3 separate regions of the Mus musculus genome follow, and all the other regions are linked to region 2. A link is a contact called in public Hi-C and promoter capture Hi-C data. All regions are on one chromosome and are shown on one strand. Each heading gives the region's core, a stretch centred on a gene start, on an enhancer-like site or on the middle of the called end of the contact. The rest is flanking DNA. Distances are from core to core; before and after follow the strand shown. Region 1 overlaps Ces1g (carboxylesterase 1G). Region 2 has its middle 32 kb from the start of Ces1c. Region 3 has its middle 20 kb from the start of Ces1h.

Region 1 (2,700 bases), core at 97-2,596, 170 kb after region 2:
AACTACCACTTCATCATAGCACTGACCCCCCAGTGATAAATTGAACTTCTCTGTTGGTGACTATTTGATGAGGAGCACAGCAGCCTGATGGTACCCACTTCTACAGTGCTCCCTCAGCACACCTTACTCCTCCCACCCTGCTAAGTCCAGCTTGCTTCTGTTTTCTCCATGATGTCTTTATTACTTTGGGTAACATTATTTGAGGGCTCATTATGTACCAAAGACTGCTAAAACTTGAAGGTGAAAGGATGCAAAAATTTGCAGTGTGTGTGTGTGTGTGTGTGTGTGTGAGAGAGAGAGAGAGAGAGAGAGAGAGAGAGAGAGAGAGAGAGAGAGAGAGAAAGTACATATTGAGCAGAAAAGAAATGAGAGTTTACAAAATCCTATTTGTTTAACAGAAGTCATAATGCATACTGTGAACTAAGAAGTGCAATAAGGCAAAGAAATGGCCACCGTATGGAAATAAGAATAATGCCCACTGCATCGTGAAAAAACAAAGACACTTTGCCACCTGGGATGTAATGTGGTAGTGTGGTTTCACCAGACCCTATGGCTTGACTGAGCTACGTAGCTCCAGCATTGTTCACTGAGCTCCTAATCCCTGCTGCCTATGGTCATGACACAGTAAATCAGTAATTGGAACAAGAGATGACAGCAGAGGCAGAATTTAACCCCAGTCCCTGTGGCTCTTGGATCTCTGTCCATAAATTGATGGTCTCCTGCTTGAAGGTTCCCAGAATCCCTGCACCCTTGCCCACACAAGCAGGTTCTATGCCACCTCCAGTAGCAACTAAACCAAGGTCATCTTATGGAAGCTGGAGACAATGGCCAGTGAGGGTGAGAAATGACCTCCCCGACCTGAGCAGTTTGTAAGTCTAGGCTGATGATATCAAGGTCCTTAAAGACATGGAGGGCTGTGTGACAGTGGCTTATGTCCTTGCTTTCCTTGACCAGAAATATGGCTGTGCTTGGGGCACTGTGTACACAAGAAATGAATGAAGAAATCAGAGTTTGAGTGAATGAACATTTGTCCCCACGTTTCCTGTACATTGGAAAGTATGTGTGGGCCCTAATAATAGTCCAAGTTCAAACTCTCTTCTCCCTACTCCTGTCCATGGAGACTGGCAGGGTTTTGGCATTTGACTTGCTACACCCCAGGGATTGGTTCTTTCCAAAAGCCCCTTTCCAAACCACTTTGTTTATGTGGAAATGCTGATTCATTGCAGCATCAGCCTGTGCCAGAGGCAGTTACTGATAGCAATGACCCACAGTAAAATCCAGCCTTGTTGACAAAAGGCAAAGGAGAGCACTTCTCATTTCCCACAGGCTCCTCCCCTCAGAACTTTGTCTCAGGCCAATGAAAGTTATCGCTGTTACTGTGGGTAGAAAGGTGATACTCCAGCTACCTTTGCTAGTCCTTATCAAAGAGCACAGGTTTAAATATTAAAAGACCCATGCTATTGCCCTGCCTACTCACTGTGTGTCCTAGTTTCCCTCACCAGAGCCTCAGTTTCTACTTATGTAAACTATCATGTAGAATGTATCATTTCTGAGTGTGTACATGCACTCGTGCGTGCGTGAGTGTGTGTGTGTGTGTGTGTGTGTGTGTGTGTGTGTGTGTGTGTGTGTGAGTGTGTGTGTGTTTTCAGCTTAAGTTTGTTGAAATTATTTCTTAGCTACTCTGGAATCAGGTTGTCACTCCAGAAACTAAAACTTGAGGTTACTGTCATTGTTAATATAAGAGTTTGGAAGGTTACGATTTGTTTCTCAGAATCAGGGCGGTCTCCACCAAGAGTCTAATACACTGGGACTCACAGGCCAAAAAGGGTCTCTTATTTGGTGGTTAACAGGCCTTGGACCCCTACTTAAGTCCTGGACTGTGAAGACACTGCCCCTAGCTGCCTTTGTCCCTTTCCAGTGGCGCACAGGCTATAGATGCTAGTACCCACAAGTCTAGACCAGTGATCCCCATGCTTACGGGCAACCTGCTGTTCTGTGTTAAGTCAGCAGGAGTATAAATGTTGAGGTAGAGACAGTCCTCAGAAAATTTGTGGGGAATGATCTTCCTTTGGTTGGTGAAGAGCTCAGCGAGCCTCAATGCTGCCTCTGGGTTTTGGTAGCACCTGGGAAGGAGAAAGAACGCCTGAGTTTCCACCAGATGGAAGTAGGGCATGCTGTCTGCCGCTCAACCTTGCACCAGGTTTGAACTTGGTCATGCAGTTAGTATCGGTGTGTAAGGGGTGGTGGGGAGGTCTATGTGTTTCCTGGGGGAAACTTTGACTTCTCTAATGCCTTCTAACTCTGCAGAGAGAGAGAAGGGCTTGGTGTCTTTCTCCTTCCCAGAGTTTTTGGATACCCTAAGCCCAGGAGAGAAGAACTCAGATGCTGGCCTGTCCTTCAATACAGCATTCTCTTCATGGCCAGGATAGATGTTGTGTCCAAGCCTCTGCTGAGCTTTCTATTATGGGCGATAGACTGATGTGGTACTCCATCAGAAGAACATGTCCTTATCGTTGAGATATTTTCATTCAACCAATGGCACAATCTCTAACAACAAACACATACACTGCACAGGTCAGGAATTGTGCTTTATAAGGGAGCTTAGGAAAAACTACATCATAGTTCTGCTTCAACCACGAATAAGCTGGGCCATTTTGGGCAAATTCCTCTACTGAGACTCAAAATGCCAGGTCCAGGAAA
Region 2 (2,700 bases), core at 121-2,620:
CCAAAATGTAAGAAGCCATACATGACACACTCTATTGTCAGCTAGAACATAACTGTAGAGTCATGGCTCCTCCTACCCAGGACTACCAACAGGCAGAACATATTATACTAACCAGGGCACTGACCCTACCCTAAGGATCATTCCTGGTTATTGTCACTTATGTGAACACCTCTTCCTGGTGTAAGAGATCCTATAGACATAGTAATAGATCCCAAATTTGCTGGGTTTGCAGTTGCTTACTGTTGAACACTACAACCAAATGAAGGGGATCTAGGTTGGTCAACATATGGTTACTGACCTTATCATTCCTCATTACTAACTCCTGTGAAGCCTTATTGGGGGTGAAAGAGGCAAATGCTAGCTGCCCAGAGACATCTCTGGACATCCTTTTTAAGCAGGCCAAAGGGGTCCAGAAGCCTCTTTTTAACCTGGAAGATTACTTTGTTGAGATTGCCTCTGGAAAAAGCATCTCTCTGGGCCTTCTGTAGAATTTCTGCTTCCATGGGGTTGTACTTGATATGACTGAGTCTATGTTGAGGAGCTGGTATAATATGCCTGGTTATGATCTTTCACCATGTCTGCTGGATTAAAACACTGACTTGGTTTTCCTGATTAGAATTAGGTTAGGTTGTCTAGCATCTACCTGGCTCCATTCCCCAAATCCTACAACGATAGCATCCTCCAGCCATTCTTGAAGGCAATTATCAGAGGCTATATGTACCTGTAATAATTTTATTGTTCATCATCACAATCATTAATACTGAACCAAGTGGAGCCAGCATGGTGAATTTCACAGGGTGATTTTTTTTTTCTTATAAGAATTCCTACCCTGGTTCATATATTCATAGATGAATCAAATTTTCATAAAAGAATCTACAAATCTGTATGGACATCAGGATGGTAATTGTACCTTGACAATCATTTGATAGGAGTCACAGAGTGAGAAGGAATAACTGCTGCAGACTGGACTCAGTTGGCCCCTCAACCTGGGACAAATGTGGAGCATTCATGCTATAGGATGCCACGGCTCCAGGAGACTAAGTTTCTCTGAAACATTTTGATTCAGGACCGCATCCAAGGTTTTGGGCCAGCCACACACCTTTTACTAGAGTGGATGTGGCAAATAACAAGAGCTCCTTCCTAGAATTTTATGTTTAAAAAAGGGGGGTGAGTGGTGAGTGGGCATTTATTGAACATGCCCTTTTGTACCTCAAAGTTCATGAATCACTATTTGTTGAACTCTGTCCATTTGAAAAGGTTGCTGATCTCTTGTTTGAAAATTGTACCAATCCATTGAAACTGAGCCCAGTCCACCCATGAGCAGAGATCTCAAGATCTTGTCCTTCAATGGCTGGTGTTGCTCAAAGGGCATGGTATTTCCATGGGTTACCATGCACATGGGATTTGCAGTCCATGTGGACACTGGATCCTCCCAGGATGATCTTGGATGACTCCACTGCCTTGGATGTAGTCTTTTCTTCTTCCTGCCAGATAATCGTGTTGTCCACTCATCAGTTAAAGTCCTTGACTAGTCCTTTTGACATGGCCACAGAGGGGTCAGCATGAGCAACAGTCTTGGCAATGTTGGACTTGCTGGTGGTGGCTGTTCCATAATGTATACACAGGTGGTGTTTCTTCTTCTGGAGCCCTACTGACACCATCCTACCAAGATGCTGGGCTGTAGCCACTCAGCTAGAAGAGTCCAGTGAAGATCCCCTCACTTGTCATTTTAGACCCATATCATGACTAACCACTAATATTTAATCTGATTTGATATCAATGACAGCATTACAAATGATGTTGTTCTAGTATTCCCCTGCCTTCTAGATGCTCTAAGTTGTTTTCAGGACATACAGCCTGCCCTGCTCTCCTTTCCCTAGGAGCAAATCATTTATCCCTTAATGATTTGCTCACTTGTTCACTTGGACTGGCCCCATGAGAGTGGATAATGAAAATGTGGTATATATACACATTGTATATATGGACTGTTCTTCATTTTTGAGAATAAAATTTTGTGTTTACAAAAAGATAGATAAATGGAACTGGAGAACAACAAATGAAGCTAAATAAGGCAGATGCAGAAAGACAATGATCAAAGGTTGAAACATCGTTTATGGTTGGCTTGAGCTTTCAGTACCCATCTTTGAACCATCACACTGTAACTTCACACTACAATATAAGCTACATAAAATTTGAAATAAAATAGCACACTTTAATTCTGCCTCACACCTTTGAAATTGCTTTTTCTTGCTTTCTTGACTCCAGAGAGTTCTCCCACACTGGCACACCCATTAGCTGACTTCTGTTAGTTGATACAGGACATCTACTGACTCAATGCTAATGAGGAGTGGGTTACGTAGTCATTGTCCTGTCTTAATCTTAGAACCCTGGGTGGGTAAGATGAAGTCTTTTCGCTGACCCTGTTTCTCAGCAGCAATAATGATGACTTAGGTCCAGTACTATTTGTTCTATTCATGCAATGGGTTACAGAACTTTACAACTTTTTCCTTTGGCTGCAATAAGCCTTCATCTGGTATCTAAAGATTCCCCCATGTGGGCAGAGTATAGTTCCCTTATGGAAATGGAGTAGTGGTGTGCTTTATGCATTCCTAGAGAAAAATTTATCCCAGTATTGCAACATGTCCACAGACTTATTCATAAGCACCTGGAGGACATCTACAGAGGAGTCTGGAATGGGTG
Region 3 (2,700 bases), core at 84-2,583, 240 kb after region 2:
CAAGACTCTCTTTTAAAAAAAAGAAAGAAAAAAAATGCATCATTAAGTATAATCCTCTGTTCGTCAGAGGGGAAGGTACATGTGTACAAATCCTGCCAAGGATTCAAATCTCTCTCCTAGACTTTGTTTCAGGGAAAAGAAAGAAATGTAATGAGTCTACTGTTTCTCCGAATATTTCTTCCCTCCTTGTTGACTTTGGGTTTGCTTCAACCTCTAGAACCACAAACCAACAGGAACTTAGGAGATGGAAAGGACCTTTAAGCCCCTTAAACTAGATGATGGTGGTCAGGGTCTCCACTAAGCATAAGATGTTATCATGATTCTTCTCTCAAACTGCATCACAACCAGCAATGGAACCTAGAACTTCATAGTCAGGGCAACAGCCAAGGCATGCAACAGTCTTGCTTCCAGTGCCCTGCATGCACTGCCAAAGTCTGCTGTCTTGGGGCAACTGGCTATGAAGACCAGTGATATTTCCACAATTTCAGGGTCTACAGAAGTTCACTGTGTCCTGGAATCTCACTTTAGCCCCAACATAAATGACAGTGGCTGAACTCCATGGAGTTTTTATATAGGTAGACTGGTGAACTGTCTCCTTGCACACATGATTAGATTGAGCCATTTACTAAGAGCAAAGTACTCCTTGAAGCTGTCATGTCCATCTACCTTCATATTCTGCCTGACCGCAATGTCAAAGGTGACCTCCATTGGGAAAAAGGAAATCTGAGCTCTTCTCCACCAGTGCCTGAGGTTGGATCAACATATCCAGTGTGTATAAAACACCTCCATGTGGATTAGGTGATCCTTCACCCATCGAGAGGACAACAACCCAGGAGCATCCAACGAGAGTCCTGCTGTCATGTTCTTTGATTCAGACATCTAAAGACTATACCACAGCAGATAGCAGGTACCTAATTGAATGTAATCCAAATAGACCATCTACCTGGTCATTTCACCAGCAGCATGACACACCATGGGCTGTGAGTATCCAGCTAAAGGTCAAAGAGGAAATAACAGGTTGCAGGGTGAAATAGAGCCTACGCCTGAAAAGCCTGACAAGAGTCAGATATGGAAATCCCAGGATGAAGGTTGATTACAGGTAGAACAGTAAGAGTGCCAAAGGCCCTCAGGACGAGGCTGTAACTGAGGTGAAGTGTTGTGCATGGTGGAGAGGTTCACAAGCACCCTACTGTCACATAGAGGAAGGTGCTCAGAAACACCACAACCAAAAGTACTGAAGGTTGTGAGAACACTTTCAGCCTGGTGATCCTGTGCACTCTGGCCCTCACAGCACTCTCACTAGCCCTGAGGACACCACAAAGAACATGAAAGGAGGCTGCATGGAACGGCAGATGAATTGAATGAAGCAACTCAGCCCCAGCCAAAACAAACTGCCTGTGTTGTCATAAGAGCAAAACACTTGCCGGCCAAAAGTGAAAAGAGGTGCTCAGAGGAGAAACATTATGAAACCCATGAGATGGGGAATGAACCTCAAAAACCAAACAAACTAACTAACTAAAGGGGGGAGGGACACCACCCCCAGCCTGACTTTCTGGAGGAGCTCAGGTCCAAATCTGAGTACACACTGTCAACAATGGTAGCATCAACAACATCTGAATACCCGAGGTCAAGGAAAAGGCTCTTGCAGATCAAGAGGAGGGCAGAGGACTAGACCACAGCCCTGGTGTCACAGGCATGGTAAAGGAAATCAGAATTGAGCTAGGCCCAGGGTCACAAGATGAGTTCTTAACTTCTGCCTTCAAACTACAAATCACTCAAGGAGACAGGCAGACACTAAAAGGACAACCAGTGGTTCAGTGGCAAAGTCATCAATTTTTGGGGGGGGGGGGAAATAGGGGGGTCTTTTTTATTTTTTTATTAGATATTTTTTACTTACATTTCAAATATCCCCTTTCCTGGTTTTCCTCTGAAAATCCCCTACCCTTTCCCCTCTCCCCCTGTTCACCAACCCACCCACTCCTATTTCCTGGCCATGGCATTCCCCTACACTGGGGCATAGAGCCTTCACAGGACCAAGGGCCTCTCCTCCCACTGATGACCAACAAGGCCATCCTCTGCTACATATGCACCTGGAGCCATGAGTCCCACCATGTGTTTTCTTTGGTTGATGGTTTAGTCCCTGAGAGCTCTGGGAGTACTGGTTAGTTTATATTGTTGTTTCTCCTAAGGGGGTGCAAACCCCTTCAGCTCCTTGGGTCCTTTCTCTAGCTCCTGCATTGGGGACCCTGTGCTCAGTCCAATGGATGACTGTGAGCATCCACTTTTGTATTTGTCAGGCACTGGTAGAGCCTCTCAGGAGACAGCTATAACAGGCTTCTGTCAGCAAGCACTTGTTGGCATCCACAAAAGTGTCTGGGTTTGGTGATTGTATAATGGGAAGGATCCCCAAGTGGGGCAGTCTCTGAATAATCACTCCTTCAGTCTCTGCTCCATACTTTGTAACTCCTTCCATGGACACAGAAAATGTGGTACATTACACAATGGAGTACTTCTCAACTCTTAAAAACAATGAATTTATGAAATACTTAGGCAAATGGATGGATCTGGAGGATACCATCCCGAGTAAAGTAACCCAATCACAAAAGAACACACATGGTATGCACTCACTGATAAAGTAATCAATTTTTACATGAGTCTTCTCATGGAAAGAAATTAAAGTCAAAGTCACCCTGCACTGCA

Evidence for each region. Promoter capture Hi-C pulls out the DNA fragments that hold promoters and counts their contacts. Hi-C and Micro-C count contacts between places; a contact is called where the count stands out from the background.
Region 1: a promoter capture Hi-C map of liver shows a contact between it and region 2, with 2.6 times the contacts expected there. The contact joins two enhancer-like sites. A contact is called at or near these places in 3 of 39 promoter capture datasets (hippocampal neurons and liver), 2 of 484 Hi-C or Micro-C datasets (liver and nephron progenitors) and 2 of 9 other capture datasets (adipose tissue and liver).
Region 3: a Hi-C map of liver shows a contact between it and region 2, with 5 times the contacts expected there. The contact joins two enhancer-like sites. A contact is called at or near these places in 3 of 39 promoter capture datasets (the 3T3-L1 cell line, cranial neural crest and frontonasal cranial neural crest), 6 of 484 Hi-C or Micro-C datasets (embryonic stem cells, liver, nephron progenitors and 1 more) and 1 of 9 other capture datasets (adipose tissue).

The regions. Positions count from the first base shown.
Region 1 is chr8:93,331,610-93,334,309 of GRCm38.p6, forward strand. Ces1g (carboxylesterase 1G) reads right to left here. Exons shown (of 14, transcript NM_021456.4): 3 at 1,979-2,123. Among named protein-coding and RNA genes, the nearest start is that of Ces1g, 4.2 kb to the right of the region's middle. Within about 2 kb of position 1,347, at least 25 of the 459 cell types and tissues checked have an H3K27ac peak or open chromatin away from gene starts, as enhancers often do. A contact at or near this core is called in liver, where this site is marked.
Region 2 is chr8:93,162,326-93,165,025 of GRCm38.p6, forward strand. No RefSeq gene overlaps it. Among named protein-coding and RNA genes, the nearest start is that of Ces1c, 32 kb to the left of the region's middle. Within about 2 kb of position 1,371, at least 2 of the 459 cell types and tissues checked have an H3K27ac peak or open chromatin away from gene starts, as enhancers often do. A contact at or near this core is called in liver, where this site is marked.
Region 3 is chr8:93,398,523-93,401,222 of GRCm38.p6, forward strand. No RefSeq gene overlaps it. Among named protein-coding and RNA genes, the nearest start is that of Ces1h, 20 kb to the left of the region's middle. Within about 2 kb of position 1,334, at least 6 of the 459 cell types and tissues checked have an H3K27ac peak or open chromatin away from gene starts, as enhancers often do. A contact at or near this core is called in liver, where this site is marked.